Regions from separate parts of the Mus musculus genome. Here region 2 is linked to region 1. A link is a contact called in public Hi-C data. All regions are on one chromosome and are shown on one strand. Each heading gives the region's core, a stretch centred on a gene start, on an enhancer-like site or on the middle of the called end of the contact. The rest is flanking DNA. Distances are from core to core; before and after follow the strand shown.

The links. A called contact is a pair of places that touch in the nucleus more often than the background predicts.
Region 2: a contact with region 1 is called in a Hi-C map of cortical neurons, with 2.7 times the contacts expected there. The contact joins two enhancer-like sites. A contact is called at or near these places in 1 of 15 datasets of contacts at CTCF or cohesin (the NIH/3T3 cell line), 7 of 484 Hi-C or Micro-C datasets (the HPC-7 cell line, cortical neurons, embryonic fibroblasts and 3 more) and 1 of 115 datasets of contacts at active chromatin or transcription factors (embryonic stem cells).

What each region holds. Positions count from the first base shown.
Region 1 is chr6:33,928,663-33,931,362 of GRCm38.p6, reverse strand. The region is part of intron 17 of Exoc4 (exocyst complex component 4); the gene reads right to left. Among named protein-coding and RNA genes, the nearest start is that of Gm13853, 62 kb to the left of the region's middle. Within about 2 kb of position 1,437, at least 48 of the 459 cell types and tissues checked have an H3K27ac peak or open chromatin away from gene starts, as enhancers often do. A contact at or near this core is called in cortical neurons, where this site is marked.
Region 2 is chr6:33,803,523-33,806,222 of GRCm38.p6, reverse strand. All of the region lies in intron 11 of Exoc4 (exocyst complex component 4), which reads right to left. Among named protein-coding and RNA genes, the nearest start is that of Gm13853, 190 kb to the left of the region's middle. Within about 2 kb of position 1,327, at least 39 of the 459 cell types and tissues checked have an H3K27ac peak or open chromatin away from gene starts, as enhancers often do. A contact at or near this core is called in cortical neurons, where this site is marked.

The DNA.
Region 1 (2,700 bases), core at 188-2,687:
GATTGGACTTAGCCTCAGGAATTTACCTATCTCCTCTTCCCCAGTGCTGGGATTACAAGTGTGGGCTACCACACTCAGCTATTTTTATACGGGTTCTGGGGACTGAGCTCAGGTACTCCTGCCTCAGCCACTTATTGGATGAGCTGTCTCATTGGTCTGTGTTTCTGAATTTTAAACATGTTAGTTTCAACACTAAACTTTTATTTATAAAACAAGAAGGGGGTCAGCTTCCAGCTTCCAATTTTTCAGTAAGAATTCTACTAAAATCAATAAGTGATAGTTCTTGGAATTTTTACATAGAACAATGTAACCCAGTCCTTTCAGGCAGAAGAACAGCCTCACACGGAAGGCTAACTTAATTTCTTAAGCACGAGACCAAAGAGGCACCGAAGGATACATAAAGACAATCTGATGGGAGATCTTGGGCAAGTTATTTCTCATTTCTATTCCCTGGGATCTTCATTGCATAATAGCATCTGCCATCTATGGTATTCTCTGAGCAATGCCAGTGCCAGCAAATAAGCAACAGTGAACAGATCCATTGTCTGCCAGGAATTGGGAGGAACCCCAAGTTAGAAACTGACTGTATGCTATCACGACAAGAAGGAAATCTTATTTAACTAAGGCCTTCACACGTGAGGCATGTCTCGGAGAACTCAGACCTTAATTAGAGGCAGGCATTTTTCTGGGGAGATTATGAGTTCTCATTGTTTTCAGGCGCTCTGGAGGCTATGCAGGCTGGTGAGGCATGCTCACCTGCATCCAAAAAGCCCCAATTAAACCATTAATTAGAGACCAATTAGTTTCTGCAATGTATGAGATCTACTCTAAGTATAATAAACTTAAGAGAGGCAAGACCAGAAGAAAACGGTATAGGCAGAAATGGGTAGCAAAGTCAAAAGAAGGTTAAATTCAAGAAAAGTAACATTATTTAAATAATGTAATAGACGGTCCTTAAGAAAACACTCTTGGATATCAAATTATACTCATTTTTGTTTTATCACTGACTTTTATTAACAGGTACCTTTTTTTTATATCAGGCAGTAAAAGCTATAAAACCCATCACTTGCCTGTTTTTCCTGGCTGCCAGGAGTCAGAGCTAGCTTTATTATCACCGCTGAATTAAAGCTCCTTCTCAGAGCTTCTAGAGGTCATCATTATTAAAAGAATGTTTGGCAGAAGACTGGCCTCATGTGACCACAAATCCAAACAGAAACTGGTCAGATGAAGCCCTTTAAAGCGAAGCTTGCAAAAAAGGTTGGGATTGGAAGGGCAGACATGACTGGTGGCAGGATAAAGCTGGTTTCAAAATGACTGCGGAAACAGATGCAGGGAATATTTTGTTTCTGGCCGAGCAAAGGAGTCTGCAAGGGGAAGCAGTCAGTGTTCAGCCCAGGCACTGAAGTCTTCAGTCACAGGTCTGTCCTGACAGCTGTGGGTGCTTCCAGTAGGTGGCAGCACGGCATCGCTAATCCTATAGCAAGCTATGCCCCGGTCACTCCAGGAAAACTTAACCTTTTTGCAAAAAACCAAAACAATGTCCCTCTGCAATAAGCCTGTAGAAGATAAGTATACACAACAGCCCCCAAGGGAGGAATTCGACATTCTCAGTCATGGCCGAGGGCATTCCTAGACTTAGCAAAGTACAAAGGTCAAGGATGAAGCAGGGGTCCCACTTAGCACGTTTAGTTTCTGGGCTGGGCTCCTGGTACCTCGAGGAAGAATCTGGGTAGGCGAGCTCACGTGGGATGTGGGTGACTTAAAAAGAGACATGGCTTTCATTCATCCTGAAGGAGGCTGATCTGTGCACTGACAGGGGAAGTAGCATTTCTACTCAGGTAGCAGCATGGCTGTGTGCTCTGTGCTCTGCTGGCTTTATGCATCACCATCTTACTGCCCTTGGCCTATGGACCCTTCCTTTCCGAGGTTGGATGGCTCCATGCTGACGCTTCCCCAGGTCTGTTTGTTTACTCCCACCCTTTCTGTTAAGCTTCCTGTTGTGTCTTAGACACATCTGCTCTGAAGTCCCACAGGCATCTTACACATATCCTCACACTGTAGCCCAGTCCTCCCCGTTCCCCTACCTTACTTGCTGATTCTGTGTGTAGATGCTCCAGGGTCATCCTTAACTCCCGTTCCTCTGCCTCTGACATTCAACCATTACTTAAGTTGAGCTGGTTTTTAAACTCCGTCTTACTTCCCATATCTGTTTTTATTCCTGCTAGCTCTGAGCAGAATCATGACCACACCTTCAGCAATCACTTTACAACTGAGAACATTTACAACTGAGGTCCTACTCAGTTGGGGCTACTGCAGTGAATGCTATAAAAAGAGCCCTTGCCTATGGAGGTCCCATTCTATTGTGGGTAGACAAGGTGAACAATCAGATATAAAATAGGTTAGGTATATGATAACAGGAGATAAGTGAGGGCAAGGGAAATGATGAAGGGGATGTTTCGAGTTATAGGCAAGAAAGTGGCACCCACAGCTTACCACAGGGGATCTCACTTCCCCCAGACCTCATCTTTCAGGGTCCCTCACTTTCTGCTTGAATGGCTCTTCCCCAACTCTGGATAAATCCACTTAGTATTTAAATTATGCATCACTTCCTTACAAATTCTTCCTTGATTGTTCACCTCTCAGGATGATTAGGGAAATGTGAAAATGCGTAGGATATTTCCTTGACAAAGTTCTCTATTA
Region 2 (2,700 bases), core at 78-2,577, 130 kb after region 1:
GCTTCCCCATTTTATAGCAAGTCTAACACTCAAAGCAGTTTACAGTTAGAAGGTTTGCAGAGGATGCCAGAACATCAAGCTGCCACCAAAGGTGCTGGGATATGCTTTTATTTCTTTACATTTCTTACATTCTCAAGCCACTGTGACTAAACTCTGTCATGTCATCACTGGATCCTGTGTCTTAAGGTAGCAACATTATTCAAACATTTTATGTGACTTTTGTCCTTTTAAAGATTAGACATTCTCAACCATTTCAGTTAGGGCCAACTAACAGAGCCAAGAAGTCAGAGCAGATCTTTAACTGTTCTTGTGTTAGCAGAGGTAGTATGCTCAGCAGGAGGTTCCAGCGACTTATAACAGGACACGATCCATTAGGGAAGAGTTGCAAATATATAAATCATCATGTCAGAGGAGGAAGACAGGGTGGCCCCAATGGGAGATGCATACAACATAGAAATTTGTTCCACTCTGTGCAAGCTCACCTGTCTTTGGTGGCTCACACCATATAATAATCAATTATGCTGACAAGCTTCACTACAAATCCTTTCAGCCTGGGTTACTTGGGTACCTCTGAGGTGAGCTCTGGAGCCCTCTGAGGAGAAGGAGGAATGGGAAGCTTGGCTTCCAGTAAAACTGGAACATATGGACCTGTTCAGGGCAGAGAGTATGTGAGCAAGTGTGCAATCATCCACACATGCGAGGGGAAATGCGTTCAAAAGGAGACTACAACCCAAACCTGCTCCATTCTAGGAGTGAGAACATCTGAGGACGAATGACTTCTAATGTTGCTTCTCATAAAAAAAAAAATTAAAAATAAAATCTGGCAGTTGTAACCCAGCCATTCTAGCTCATTCTAGGAACAAACTTAACTACTCTATGTGACCTTTCCATGTTGGACAAGCTGGAATGTGTTGCAAGCACCCCGAAATTGAAAGACTAGCCAACAGGAGACCTGGGATCCTAACTTGATTTTTCTGTTGACGGACTTGGGAGAGTTGAGTGAGTCTTTGCCCCTTTCTTCATTTGCAAGGAATAGGATATTCTTCATGACATCTCCAGCCACCCACGGTAACAGAAACGTTGGTTTTAGGTCACCTTCTAAGTTTTGGGCCCACATCAATCAGGCTTCTCTTTGTTAGGCTTTAGCTACTGGAGTGCATTATTTGTGAGGAAATGGACCAAAAATGAGCTTGGAAATCCCCATGATGCATTCCAATGAACTAAACTCCAGGGCATCCTGCCAAAGCTAGTGTGAAAAGAACAGTAATAGAACCACCTACACACTGCCCAGGGAGGCAGCTCTCCTACCATGCCTAAACCCAGAACACTGAGCCTTTGAAGCACTTCCTTCTTAGACAGTCTTCACAGAGCAAACATCTACACCCCTGGGAAAGATACAGCCAATACTTAGAATGTACAATGCTTTCTAGACAGTGGGATTTCACTAATTAGAAAAAAAAAGGTAGATGAACAGAGATCTAACTTTTTATTTTATTAAGTAAAGAGAAACTCCTTCATTCTTAAAACGAGATAAAAGATAAAAATCTGTAATATCACTGTTTTTAAAGGTGTGAATGTTTTAATGGCCCAAATAGGAAGAGTAATCCCCGAGGAAGTAGACTAACTCTAAAACACTCTCTCTCTCTCTCTCTCTCTCTCTCTCTCTCTCTCTCTCTCTCTCTCTCTCTCTCTCTCACCTTCGCTCACTGATTTTTCTGTGGCTCACACTTGGAGGGCCAAAAAGGGGGAGTGGGTGGGTATGGGGGACTTTTGGTATAGCATTGGAAATGTAAATGAGCTAAATACCTAATAAAAAATGGAAAAAAAAAAAAAAAAAGAAAGGCCTATTAGTGAACTGGCCACTGGGCGCCATCATCGCTCCAGAGGTTAGGTTTAGGCATCAGTAGTAATCTCTGCAGACACTGTGTCTCAGAGGACATGTGTCTAAGCACAAAGCTCAAATACTGTTTTTGAGTGTTTTTAACATGGACTTTTAAGCCACCATGATGCTAAACTAGGTTTCATGTTTCCACCACTCCTCACTAGACTGTACATGAGAACGGAAACAGACTCAGAAGTTCAAAAGTAGGAGATGTAAAATGCACAAAGACTCAGCTGTCATTATTTTGTCTTTGGTTTGCTAAGTACAAATATTTAAAAATACAACATTAGCACAAGATTCAAATGCATTAAATGAAATTGTGCAGCAGCCTTTTACTGTGGGGAACTTAGGAGGAGGCACTTTGAGAACATGCACATATAATTTGGAAAGAAAATTCTAATGATTCATAAAATTACCATGGTTCCCATGTAGCTGAGAACAATAGAACCCACAGCAAAATACAGACTGAGCATTCAAATCATTATAATGGCCTTTCATTTTTTCTTTTAAACTCCCTGCTCCTGTTATCACTTGAATTATTTTTTTAAATGAGAAGTAGAATGCCCTCGCAGCCCATTTTCTCCTCTTATTGTTTCTCTTTTCTCCTAAGAATGAGGTAAAATTAAGAGCCTGGATCACTGGAGATTTCCAGATGGGCAGACAAACGAGTGCTCTGGCCCCGGACTTGCTCTTTTCATAGACACAGACACCCATCCCACACTCTGTCTCCATGGCATTTGTGCAAAGCACATTTGATTTAGAATAAGTACCTTAAATTTGTGACAACTGAATTTCTTCCTTTAGTAAAAATTAAAATT